2 separate regions of the Danio rerio genome follow, and region 2 is linked to region 1. Evidence: chromatin contacts called from public Hi-C data. All regions are on one chromosome and are shown on one strand. The core of a region is the stretch at or near the end of the contact, and the rest is flanking DNA. Distances in the headings are between cores, read along the strand shown. Region 1 holds the start of LOC557811 (FERM domain-containing protein 7). Region 2 has its middle 16 kb from the start of cnpy3.

Region 1 (6,766 bases), core at 2,793-5,292:
GATAGATAGATAGATAAATGCTAGTATGTACAATATGCTATGAATACATATATCAATGTCCTTGTAAACATTCTTTAATACTCACGATTAAATGAGCCCACTTTTCAGTTTATAAAACTTTATAAATATGACTATATTTGAGTAGGCATACAACAGTAGTTATAGGTTACTTTAGTTAGTTGTTTAAAACTAAGGTTAGTAGGTTAAAGTACATTGGTAGGTTAAAGTACATTGAAATGTATTTTAAAATAAAATACCAAATTCCTCAATTTTAAGTGAATTTTAAATTTTATGCAGCCAAAACAAGTATCAAAATAAAATACTGTATTTTGAAATTCAAAAAAATACTTTCACAAAAGAGCATGGAATTTATTCACAAACCTTCTATTAACAGGCCTATTGGATCAATTCCTTCACCATTTAACCTAGTTAGTGTAGTCAACAATGACTGATAACAACAGCCTGTCTCTGAGAAAGTTTAAGTCAGCTTTTCTGCACCTCATTCACCTCCACTGTACATAAGGAGGTATTCATAAAATTTGTACTTTTTTTTCCTCTTTGATTTATGCATAGATTTGTACAAAACTAATAAAGAAATTCTGTGTCAAAGATTATCTCTTTAATCACTGTAAAAACCATTTGATGCAGATAAGAAGTTGGAATATTTCTCTTGATTGTGAAAAGTGCCACCATCTCATAAAGGTCTTACAGTATGTTTAAAATTTTTTGCAATTGAAATCTTCAGTACTCGATGTAAAATCATAATTTCTAAAACTACTTTAATCTCCAGTTTTAGTAATTTCCATAAATCATGTGTTTTATTTATTTATTTATTGCAACTGTACTCTTTAATACACAAAATGAAGCGTCTCAAAAACAAAAATTAGCCATCTGTTTTTGCTGCCATACCTGAGTTGGAGTTTTTGACCAGTCTGTAGATATTATTAAATAAGGGGTATTAATAAATATTTTTGCCTCATACTGATTAACGAAAGTTTGTTATGAACTATAAAGCTCCTGCAAATCAGATATTGGCATTTGAAATAGCCAATGAAGTTTTGAAGGTATTCCCCCTATAGGACTTAAGTTGTTTGTCTTATTTTCCCCTCTTATTTGGACTTGCTCCCGAATCTACCCCTGCTATTTGTCTGTTACTTTCCCTATATGTGACACATAATTTTCATCCACACTATAAGCATTGATCAACTTTTTTAGTATTAATCAATTTTCTGTTCTGATCAAGCCTTGGCAAATAACTGAGAAAGCACCAATCAAAGGCCTCATTCTTATGATGTAATCTCTCATTTATGATGTAGACTTCTTACAAAGTATTTTACAGTATTTTAAAAATATAAAAATACACTAAAGTATTTTGATACAAGATATTAAACAATTTTAATCAACTCTATCATATGCAAATTATAAAATACTATTTTGTATTTAAAATACAGATTTGAAGTATATGTATAAATACTGTCCATCCCTGACTACAGGTATATCTATACTGCACCTAAGCGAACTTATTTACATACTTATAGCTTACTAGTTTAATATTTGTAGGGCACTTCTCGAAAGTACACTTTGAAGTAATCTACTGTATGCTCACAGCAAACTAGTTTTGTAGTTTTATACTGGATAAATAGGCACTTGTAATTTTTTACTTAAGTAAATTTAACAATTTGTTTGCACTTTACTATTTAACTATTGAGTTTACTGTTAAATATTATATGTATTTAATTCTCTACACTCTCAGAAATCAAGGCATGAGAGCTGTCACTGGGGTTGTACCTTTTCAAAACGTACATATTTGTACTTAAATGGATCATATTGGTAACTCAAAGGTATATTCTAGAGATACACTTTTGTACTTTTTAGGTATTAATAAGTACCCTTGAGGTATTAATAAGGACTTGTTAGTTACAAATGTGTATCTTTTGAAAAGATACCACCCCAGTGACAGTTATTGTGCCTTTATTTCTGAGTGTGATATGCATTTTAATTTTGAAACAGTTTTCTAAAATGTAGTTTGAGAAAAAAAATGTTAGGCTACATAATCAAGTATTTAAACAACAAGCCAAAATACTGTAGCTTATACTTGACCTATGTCTTGATCACCATGAAATTTACTCAAGCATATCAAGTATATATTATCCCATTTAGGCCCACCGGCAACTATAGTTGGCAAAGTTCATTGTTGAAAATTTCCTTTTATAGGTAATTTTATGCATGTTATTTATGTTTAATTTCACAATGACATGCAAGCAAACAACCAAATAAAATATTTCAAGGTTGGAAAAAAAAAAAGGTATTGATATACTTCCTGTCATGTGAGGCTTTCAGCTTCCTACCCTTGATTCCAGGATGCAAAATGGAGGCAAACCCTCCCAAATAAAGGCAATTTTTATGTTACTATTTTTTTTTCTTCACAAATATATATCAACATAATAATTAAGGTCTCTAGGCTCATCCAAACAAAACAAATCTTAAAAGAGATCTGTGGTTTGTATACTTTGTCAAAAGATCAAGTGGCAATTATAGTTGCCGGTGGGCAAATACAAATATATAAGTAAATAATGGCGAATTAAGGAATAATGTGTGAATACGTGTATAAATCAAAGTTATTGGCTTGCTAATGATTTTTACTTTCATAATACCCAATCTAAATACAACTTAAGCTCTTAACTGATATCTTTACTTTAAAATAGATTTTTTTATACACAAATTAATGCACAGCAAAATTGTCAGAGTAAAATTATCCTTTTCCACTTGGAAATAACACTTTTTTCATAGATTTTTTTGACAAACAGTGGTCTGATGGGAAAACTAGTGTGCATTTCATTTTTCATACCTTTCATATTTTTCATACCTTTTTATACCATATTTCATACCAAATTATACGATAGATCATTTTTGGGAGGGTTCATATCAAATAGTTTTCTAATTTTAAACATGAATTGATCGGTTGAAAGCATTTTTTGTTAGAATGCTAGAATGCTCCACCTATTCAAATTTTACACTGAACGGTTCTTACAGCATATTTGCCCATTGACAACCATAGTTGCCGCATATTGAAATACAAATATCAAAAACCTGGAAAAAATAATGCAAAACAAATTCATATAGAACACTTTTAACAAGGCTACATGCGTTAAACCATTAAAAGAAATCTGGGCACAAGTGGATTAAAAGTCATGTAGGCTGCATAATTTATAAACATTTATTAAGAAGTTCAAATTTAGACAAAGCAGCACAATAAAACAAACCTCTTGTATTTAAAAAAAAAAAACATGTAGGGCTTGTGCCTCATAAGACACTTTTATCAATCAATCAATCAATCAATCAATCAATCAATCAATCAATCAATCAATCAATCAATCAATCAATCAATCAATCAATCAATCAATCAATCACGAGGAATATTTTTTGTAAAAATATAACAACTAGCAGTGCATGATTAATTCTGTAATATTAGAAGCATTAAAAATACAGGAAAATAATTTCTGTTTCTGACACGTTACCAAACAATCGAGACTAGACGCATAATGGAAGAACATGGGCTGTCGAACAAAACTGTAACTGCGACTCCTCATAGCAACCATACGAGGGCGACCTCTGCTAATGTATTCATGAGCATAGCCACAGGTAAAGCAAACAGCCTTCTGTAAATGAACAGTTTCATGTCTATAAATACCTTTTACAACTGCGCGTGGACAGTGGAAAACAGATTAAACTAATTAAAAGACGTCAACCACACAAAATAGGACAGGCAGCTGATCCGTTTGTTTCGTCCTCACCTTTTGTGCGGTGTGTTCCTCGGCAGGTGAATGTAATCTGTTGTTTTGATACGGCGGAGCGGAACCTGTAAGAGGAGCTGAAGCTGAGCTCTGCCGACCAGCTGCTGCTGTTCCATCACAAATCATCACCATCATCATCATCATCATCATCGGCCTGTTTGATTTTCCGAGCACCTGCCAGTCTGTGTGTTTCCACCGGCGGAGAGGTAAATCTGTCGACCACCTTAACCTGAAAACTATACTACATCTGGAGAAATGCTAATGTTCTGGTTTTACACATATTACTCTCTCTCTCTCTCTCTCTCTCTCTCTCTCTCTCTCTCTCTCTCTCTCTCTCTCTCTCTCTCACACACACACACACACACACACACACACACACACACACAAAGTAATAAAGCTTAATTAATAATATAAACCTAAAACAAAACAAAAAAATAATAAAACAATAAAGCTTATTTTTGAAAGTGGGATTGTTTATATAGCCTAAAGAGGTAGACCACAGTCATTGTACAACTTTACAATTGACTAAAAAGTGCCTATTGAATCCCATAAACTAGGGCTGTACTATACTGGAAAAGCTGACATTGCGATATTTTATTGTTATGTGATACATATTGTGATATTGTAAATAATTCTACTAGATGAAATGAATAGCTGTATTTGGAAAGAATTTACATAGTTGATTATGATGATTTTGTAGAGTGTTGCATTAAATATAAAAGACCAACCAAAAATATTGATAAAAATAGTATAGTAATAAAAAACAACAGATTTAGGTAAACAAATTGAGTAAAAAAATGTAAAATAACTGTAGTTTTTATTGTGTGTATATATACTTAAATGCATTATATTTACTTGTGTGTGAATGCTTTAAATGCTTACACAATCACACAGCTTAAAAACACTAACACAATCAACTGTGGCTCCTAGTCTGTTATAATCTTAATTTGACATTGCAGATCCTGTAATGTGACTATTGCAGATGCGCACACTGCAATATCGATGCTGAAACAATATATTGTGCAGCCTTTCACAAGCCCACACTTTTACAGTATAACAGCTAAATTAGTACATTTAGTGTACATATACTTCTACTTAAAGACAACAACAATATACTTTTTGACAAGATACAGTACCACCAGTAGCTGCTATCATACATTAATTAATGCAAGTTGTCACAAAAAAAGCAAGAATTGTCTAAAAGCCTTTATTTGTATTCAGTATTTTACTTTATTTCTTTATACAATTATATTGATTAAATATCTGACCAAGTTTAAGGGTCAAAGACAAAGGGTTGCACTGTGATCCTGAAATATCACTCATCTTTATACACTGCCTGATAAAAATCTTGTTGTCGATCCCAGTTGTAAACAACAAATAATAACTTGACATTTTCTATGAATCATCTGTTGAACCACATCATAATCATCACAAATATTGCAGGAGACCTATTGAAACTCACATGGACCCAAGATTCTTATAGAAATCAGTCAAGTTTGGTGAAGGAAAAACCATGGTTTGGGGTTTCATTCAGTATGTGGGCGTGCAAGAGATCTGCAGAGTGGATGGCAACATCAACAGCCTGAGGTATCAAGATATTTGTGCTGCCCATTACATCACAAACTATAGTATAGGGCAAATTCTTCAGCAGGATAGCGCTTCTCCTCATACTTCAGCCTCCACATTAAATTTCCTGAAAGCAAAGAAGGTCAAGGTGCTCCAGGATTGGGCAGCCCAGTCACTAGGCATGAACATTATTGATCATGTTGGGGTAGGATGAAGGAGGAGGCATTGAAGATGAATCCATAGAATCTTGGTGAACTCTTGGAGTCCTGCAAGAACGGTTTCTTTGCCATTCTTTATTAATATTATTTGAGTCATTGCAGAGATGTATGGATGCAGTCCTCCAAGCTCATGGGAGTCATACACAATATTAATTCTTGTTCCTGTTATGTATTTGTGTTTTTTGTGCTCTGTTTTCTCTGTGTTTTTTCCCTCTCTCTCTCTCTCTCTCTCTCTCTCTCTCTCTCGCTCTGTTCTCCCGTATCTGCTCTCATGTATTCTCAGGTTCTGTTCATTGGTCCATTCAGCTGTCAGTCATTCCTCCCCGGTTACGTCATTCTTACGTCACATCCAATGAGCAAAGACCACCCGTGTTAAAAGCGCGCGCCAGACCACTCGCTCGTTCTTGCTTTCTTGCTTGCATTTTTCTCTTTCGCTGTTTCGTCGCTTTTTTGTATTTACCGCGTGCGTTTAGAAATTACCCCGTCTAACTGTGTTTTGTTGTTGCTTGTTTCTGTGTGCACGTTATCCGTCCGTTATTCGTACATTGTTCTTAGTTTATCGTTGTTTACGAGGCTTGGACGAAGCGGACAGGTAAGAAGGTCACGTGACATACATTTCGCAACACTCAGGACTGCTCTGCTGTCTAGTACACTAGGTTAGGGGCGAGCGCCACTCCTTGTACTTTTTGGATAGATAGATAGAGTAGATAGTTAGGACCCGGAAGATCTTCGTGTGTTAATTATACTATTTTTCACATAGTTAGTTAGCTAGATGCTTCTGGGAAGTTAGATTTAGTTTGGGTTTTGTTCTTTTCATTTCTTTAGCGCCGCCCGCGTCCCTTCTGCCAGCTCTCTTGTTTTTCCCGTCTTTATTTGTCTCAGTGTTTGTACATATTGTAAATAGAATATTTTTGCTTTACTTACTTTTTCTTTAATTTTGATTAATTCGTTGTTGTTGTTCACTTTGGGATTGTAAATAAAAGCACACATTTTTTGGCATTACTTTGGTTGTCTTTCTCACTCATTCACTATTTATATAAATATATTTTAATTAAATAAATGTCAAACCCCACACCCTAGACTAACATCAGGGGTTTGTAACATTCCACTGCACCATGACCTTTTATTCTATACTGTACATTATTTCTGTTAAGTGACAAGACTTTTGCCTAAGCAAAGTCAGATCTT
Region 2 (6,766 bases), core at 1,937-4,436, 110 kb after region 1:
AGCAATGGTTTTAAGAAAGCACCTCCTCCATCATGCTGCTATTGTGATACAGTTGTCATGTCTACTTGCTTCTGTAAACAGATGCTCTCAAAGATCGCCCTGCCTCTAAGTTCTTCTGATTGGTCATATCTTTGGAACTGAAACTCATGAGTGGCGCTTAATGCAAAAGTTAGAAATTCGTTTTACTTAACATGGCATCTTAAAAATTGAGTGAGGCACTGCAAAAGACTTGAGTGTAACAGTCACCCATGTCTGGCAAGCATGTTAACAAACTAAAACAATAGAAAAGTAGTGCATTGAAACGGAAAAATGCATCCGGTGAGAATGGACTCAGATTAACCACAATCATTTAGTGCAGTGATATGGAAGTGAAATGCGGTCAAGAAAGCACTGAACTGCTTTATTTCTGCATTTATCTGAATCAAGCAACAGTTCCATAGTATAAACTCCAATAATCCATATTTACAACTTTGAAATCTTTCTGTTTACCTCTTTTGCAGTACCGCTTTACCAGTACGTAAATTTCTTTCAGGGCATTCATTATTTTCTATAAAATTATGAGCCTAGCTTTGGCTCTTTTTCAACCCCTCGAGAGCAATAAACAGAAATGCGCCTGATATGTCAGATTATTCCCAGGATGCATAGAGACTCACTGCTGTTTTCTCAGGATGGTGACTATAGATAGTCAGAGGCACTGATTGACCGATTTACCCATAACACTCAAAACAGAAGCAGGGGTTTATTTTGTTACTCTTGAAAACGGCAGCCTAGATATTTTTCTAATGCGATTTGAAGAAGCTTCTTGTCTCCAGTGAGTTATAGACCCATTTCATGCACCACAGCCTTCAAATAAAGATACACATTGTGAGGAAAGCACTTAAATAAGACAAGGAAAAATGTTTGTTTAACTAGATTAGCCATATTAGGGCATGATGGGATAAAACGGGAGGAAACGCTTTGAAGGGAAATTATTAAATTGCGATTAAGTCATTGAACTCGTGAACAACTTTTCTCTTGACATCTGAAGATAACGGAGGATGTTTTTCCTCATCTAAAGTGACCGATTTTCAACTCTTTTGACTTCCAACATGTGGAATTATTTTTTTTATGCACTAACTGGCCACTTTATTAGGTACATCTGTCCAACTGCTCATTAACGCACATTTCTAATCAACCAATCACATGGCAGCAACTCAATGCATTAAGGCATGTTGACATGGTCAAGACGAACTGCTGCAGTTCAAACTGAGCATCAGAATGGGGAATAAATGTGATTTAAGTTACATTAAACGTGACATGGTTGTTGGTGCCAGACGGGCTGGTCTGAGTATTTCAGAAACTGCTGATCTACTGAGATTTTCACGCACAACCATCTCAAGGGTTTACAGAGAATGGTCCGAAAAATAAAAAATATCCAGTGAGAGAGAGTTATGTGAGCGCAAATGTCTTGTTGATGCCAGAGTTTAGAGTAGAATGGCCAGACTGGTTCCAGCTGATAGAAAGACAACAGTTACTCAAATGACCACTCGTTACAACCGAGGTCTGCAGAAGCATCTCTTAATTTTCATCTCTGGATGCACAACATGTCGAACCTTGAGGTGGATGGGCCACGGCAGCAGAAGACCACACTGGGTGCCACTCCTGTCAGCTAAGAACAGGACACTGAGGCTATAATTCACACAGACTCACCAAAGTTGGACAATGGAAGATTGCCTCGTCTGATGAGTCTCGATTTCTGTTGCGACATTCGAATGGTCGGGTCAGAATTTGGCGTCAACAATATGAAAGCATGGATCTATCCTCCCTTGTATCAACGGTTCAGGCTGGTGGTGTTGGTGTAATGGTGTGGGGGATATTTTTTTGGCACATGCCACAGCCTACCTGAGTATTGTTGCTGACCATGTCCATCCCTTTATGACCACAGTGAACCCATATTCTGATGGCTGCTTCCAGCAGGATAACGCACTGTCATAAAGCGCAAACCATCTCAGACTGATTATCTTGAACATGACAATGAGTTCACTGTACTCAAATGGCCTCCAAAGTCACCAGATCTCAATCCAGTAGGGCACCTACTGGGATGTGGTGGAACAGGAGATTCAAACCATGGATGTGCAGCCGACAAATCTGCAACAGCTGCGTGATGCTATCAGGTCAAAATAGACCAAAACCTCTGAGGAATATTTCCAGTACCTTGTGGAATCTATGCCACGAAGGATTAAGGCGTTCTGAAAGCAAAAAGGGGGTCCAACCCTGTATTAGTAAGGTGTACCTAATAAAGTGGCCGGTGGGTGTAAATGACTGTTTATTAAAAAATAATAAGTAAATCAATGTTAAGGTTTTTAAAATGTTTTTCCACAAGACGTCCTGTGCTCAAAAATGTTTTATTTATTTAGACTAAACAGTAACATTGTGAAGTATTATTATAGTCGTGTCTATTTTAATATATTTTAAAATATGATTTATACAAAAACCATTCTAGTATTCTGATTTGGTGTTCAGGTTATATTACTTTTTATTAAAATGTATACTTTTTGTATCATTATAGTACAAAACAGACCCTCAAATTAATAAAAACAATTAATAAAATGAATTAAATACAAAAAAATAAAATCCTACAATCTGTTTAACAGATAATTTATGGTTCGATATGTGGTAAACAATCAAACTAGGATTAATTAGGTGGGCATTTGTGCACTCAAATCTAAAGTCTGAGCAATTTCACGTAGCTGGAAATGGTCAAAGAAACTGTACAAACTGAAAAAGAAAGAAAACAAAGGCCCAGAGAAGATTTTCATATTCCAGCACACACATACTGTCTCTCGTGTAATATAGCAGGTGATTGCAATGTAAAAGATCAATATTTCAATTCCAGACTGCATTTTTATTCTCGGAGATTAGAGGACAATCAAATTCTCGATTTTCTCCATCTGCCAGGAGGAAGAATCTCCCAGCTTTACTGATAGCACAATGAAAAAGGTTTTAGCCCGGGTCCAAGATGTTTGTTTTTGTGAATTATTCATCGAGATGTGTTTGTGCAAGTGAATAGCCATTTGCTCCAACACTGAAGGGCAAATACTACAGATTGCTCACACATAACAGAAGAGGAATTTGACATTGAGAAGTGGAAATGCGGACAAAGCCTTCTGCACTGCAGCAGCAGCAGGGTCACTTACTGATAAACAGGCCTGGTGACAGAACTGAAGCTTCCTCAGAACACAACATTACTTGCATCTGCCTGAAGAGCTTGAGCGACTTGTAGCATGCTGTTGTCTCAAACATTCTAAGAAAATAAGATTAAAACGTTACTTTATCAAATAACATCAAATAATTCTGTTCACTTGTGAGAAGTAACTGAAGTAGTATTGCTTCAACAAACAAAAACAAACCAGCGACTAAAGCTACTCGTCATACCCTTTCAAACCAACATTTCTAAAACAATTTAGTCCAATTGTAAAGTAATATACATATATTTTAATGTAATTGACGATCTTACAACATCTAAATATATAGGCCTACTTGAAGTTGACGAACCTTAATCTCTGAAATAGTGATGATTTGTTCGTCTTTCTTGCCATTTACCGCCCCTCTGTGGTGAAGGACGACATAACGTCTAAATACAGCCACACATTTTCTATCGATATTTCCTTCTTTTTTCTTTAGTTTTTCTACAATTGCTACTAGAGTAAACACCATTCATGGAACTAAATTCTAAATATCCTAAACCTTTTTTTGTTGTTCATACGTAAATCTCTCTTTCTGTAAGATCTTAAGCAGTTTGCAGTGGTACGTAGCCTACTAAATTTCAAATACTCAAATTACTGTAATTGAGTAGTTTTCCTCAGAAATTGAAATTAACTAAGTAGTTTCAAAATTTTGCACTTTTATTTTCCCTTGAGTACATGTTTAGTGCTGAATCGGTACTTTTACTCCACTATATTCCTTCACTTTGCAGTCACTACTTTATTTTTTCTTGTCTATGCGGTAACAGACAAATCAGTCCTGAGATTCCTGTCCAAGCAAATTACACATAGAAGATTAATTGCATCATAACGAACTACCTCAATACATTGGCACTTTATAATTGCAGCAAACTGTTTAGAAACATTAAGTGTCCAAGAAGATGTCTAAAATCTTTACACACATTTACCTAGAGACTGTTTTGATGCATGTCACTGATGAGAAGATGACAAATGTTTACTGTATGATGACCGAAATGGCCTTAAACATCCAGCAGACACAAGATTTCAACATGCATCAGATTTATGTTGTACCCCAACGTCATGGAGACATTCAATTATGTTTGTACATAAAAATCATGTTGACATCAGAATCCAACGTCAGGCCGAAATTAATGTCAAACCTAAAATCATCTAAATTTCAGTGTCTAATGATGTTACTGCTTGACGTTGTGTGGACGTTACCACTATGACGCCTATCAGATGTTTGATTTTGGTTTTCAAGGAATTAATGTCAGTATTTGATGTCAGTATGACGTTGGTTTAAGATGTTGCCTCGACGGTCACTTTCTAACACACCCTAAAATATCAACGTAATTTCACGTCATTATTGGGCATCAAAATAACATTGTCCTTAGATGCTGACTGGACATTGAATTTTGGTCACCTGAAATCAAAACTAAATCTAACCTAAAACTAACGTCTAATGACATTGAACCTGATGGGCAATAACTAAATCCACTACAGAATGTTACCTTTACACACATCCACATATTACATGTAAATGCATCCGCCTTTTCCAGCGTAATACTCACTACTCTTGAGTACATCTGAACATGCAGCTCAACTCCTTGTTCAAGCTCTTGTTCTCTCCAAACTGGATTACTGCAACTCTCTACTAGCTGGGCTCCAGCTAACTCTATCAAGCCTCTTCAACTGCTCCAGAATGCAGCAGCACGAGTTGTCTTTAATGAACCTAAACGAGCACATGTCACTCCGCTGCTAGTCCGTTTGCACTGGCTGCCAGTTGCTGCTCGCATCAAATTCAAAGCTCTGATGTTTGCCTACAAAGTGACTTCTGGCCTTGCTCCTTCTTATCTGCTCTCACTTCTGCAGATCTATGTGCCCTCCAGAAACTTGCGTTCTGTGAATGAACGTCGCCTCGTGGTTCCATCCCAAAGAGGGAAGAAATCACTTTCGCGAACGCTCACGCTCAATCTGCCCAGTTGGTGGAATGAACTCCCTAACTGCATCAGAACAGCAGAGTCACTCGCTACTTTCAAGAAACGACTAAAACCTCAACTATTTAGTCTCCACTACACTTCCTAATCTGCAATTGCCTCTCTGAATATCACATAATAAAAAAATACTAATACTACTAATACTTCCCTTCTTAGACTTTACAGACCTGAAACTTGCCTATAGCACTTATTCATTGTTGCTCTTAGTTGTGTAAATTGCTTCCTTGTCCTCATTTGTAAGTTGCTTTGGATAAAAGCGTCTGCTAAATGACTAAATGTAAATGTAAATGTACTTATGAAAGGGCTGCTTTTTACTCATGAGTAATATTTACAACAGGTATTTTTACTCTACTTGCACTACATTTTTTGGCAAGTAACTACTTAAACTTAAGTATGATTTTTCATTGATCATTCCAACACTGGCAGTTTGGCACATTCTGCAAAGATCATTTATTGTTTTTGTATATCTAAACACATTCACAAAAACAGTTTTGCATTGTTATGCTATTGTGTTGCAAAATCTTGTTACTGTTTATGTGATGAAATGTGCAAAGAGCCCATTCTTTACCAACTGTATAGAAAATATGAAGCCTCATTTTTTTTTTTTTAACTGACCAATGGGAGATAATCAGACAGCAAGGAGAAAGAGAAAGGTGTCATCAAGGCTAATTTGTCAGACCAGAGTGTTTTTCCATGGTTAGTCATGAGGATGAAGTCCTCAAATTGAGCCCAGCATAAAGATATACAGTGGACACTAGCAGTTGTTTTCATCATACTGATGTAATGTCTACTGAATGAGCTATAGAGCAATTTACTTTGATTTTCAGTATAGCCGAAATGGTTTTAAACCAATATTATTGGAAAAAGAAAATAAATCTGGGTTTCTGTGAATGTTTTATGGGGTTTCTTCAGGTTTCACTGTCAAATGTAAGACTTTTTTAGACCATTCTGAATAAAATTTCAGATACATGGCTTTTTACTTGTCCCATTAAAAAAAAAAATATTATTTGAATAATACTGAAATGATGTGTCAAAACACGCATCCATACATACATTTTTTTTTTTACTTTTCTTTGACAAGCTTTAAAAACTAAATTAAATGTACAGCGGTCTGTCCAGGTCAGTGTCCTCACCACACATGGTCTATAAATCCATGGAGAACTTACAAATGTTATTGTGAGGACCCATATTGTTGATTATAGTTGTTCAAAGTTTTAATGAGATGTATTGTTGGTGACTGTCTGTGTATACAGTTGTTGGCCGGATTGGCGAAGCTTTACAAGAATACTGGAAAATTAAGATCCATTTAAAATGATTTAAGACAGGCAAGTCAATATTTCAGCAAATCTTTGACTTTTTAAAGCCTAAAATTTTGTTTTTTAAAATTTAAAACTTTACTTGTAGAAAATCACATATTTCTTTTTCATATATCTTATTTTTTCATAATATACAGCTAACATGAAAACGACTGTCAAATTTCCTAATTACTCTAAAAAGCACACCCTCAAGAGGCTCTGATTGGTGTGATAACATAAGCGGATCTACCCTAATGCACACTTTTGCCCC

The links. Hi-C and Micro-C count contacts between places; a contact is called where the count stands out from the background.
Region 2: a contact with region 1 is called in a Hi-C map of hematopoietic stem cells, with 2.3 times the contacts expected there. The contact joins the enhancer-like site here to the promoter of LOC557811 in region 1. A contact is called at or near these places in 4 of 18 Hi-C or Micro-C datasets (caudal fin, embryo, hematopoietic stem cells and 1 more).

The regions. Positions count from the first base shown.
Region 1 is chr1:11,754,019-11,760,784 of GRCz12tu, forward strand. LOC557811 (FERM domain-containing protein 7) reads right to left here and starts at 4,043. Exons shown (of 12, transcript XM_068217950.2): 1 at 3,795-4,043. The coding sequence starts at 3,944. It also overlaps a transcript of dachb not described here.
Region 2 is chr1:11,861,440-11,868,205 of GRCz12tu, forward strand. No RefSeq gene overlaps it. Among named protein-coding and RNA genes, the nearest start is that of cnpy3, 16 kb to the right of the region's middle. Within about 2 kb of position 3,187, at least 3 of the 62 cell types and tissues checked have an H3K27ac peak or open chromatin away from gene starts, as enhancers often do.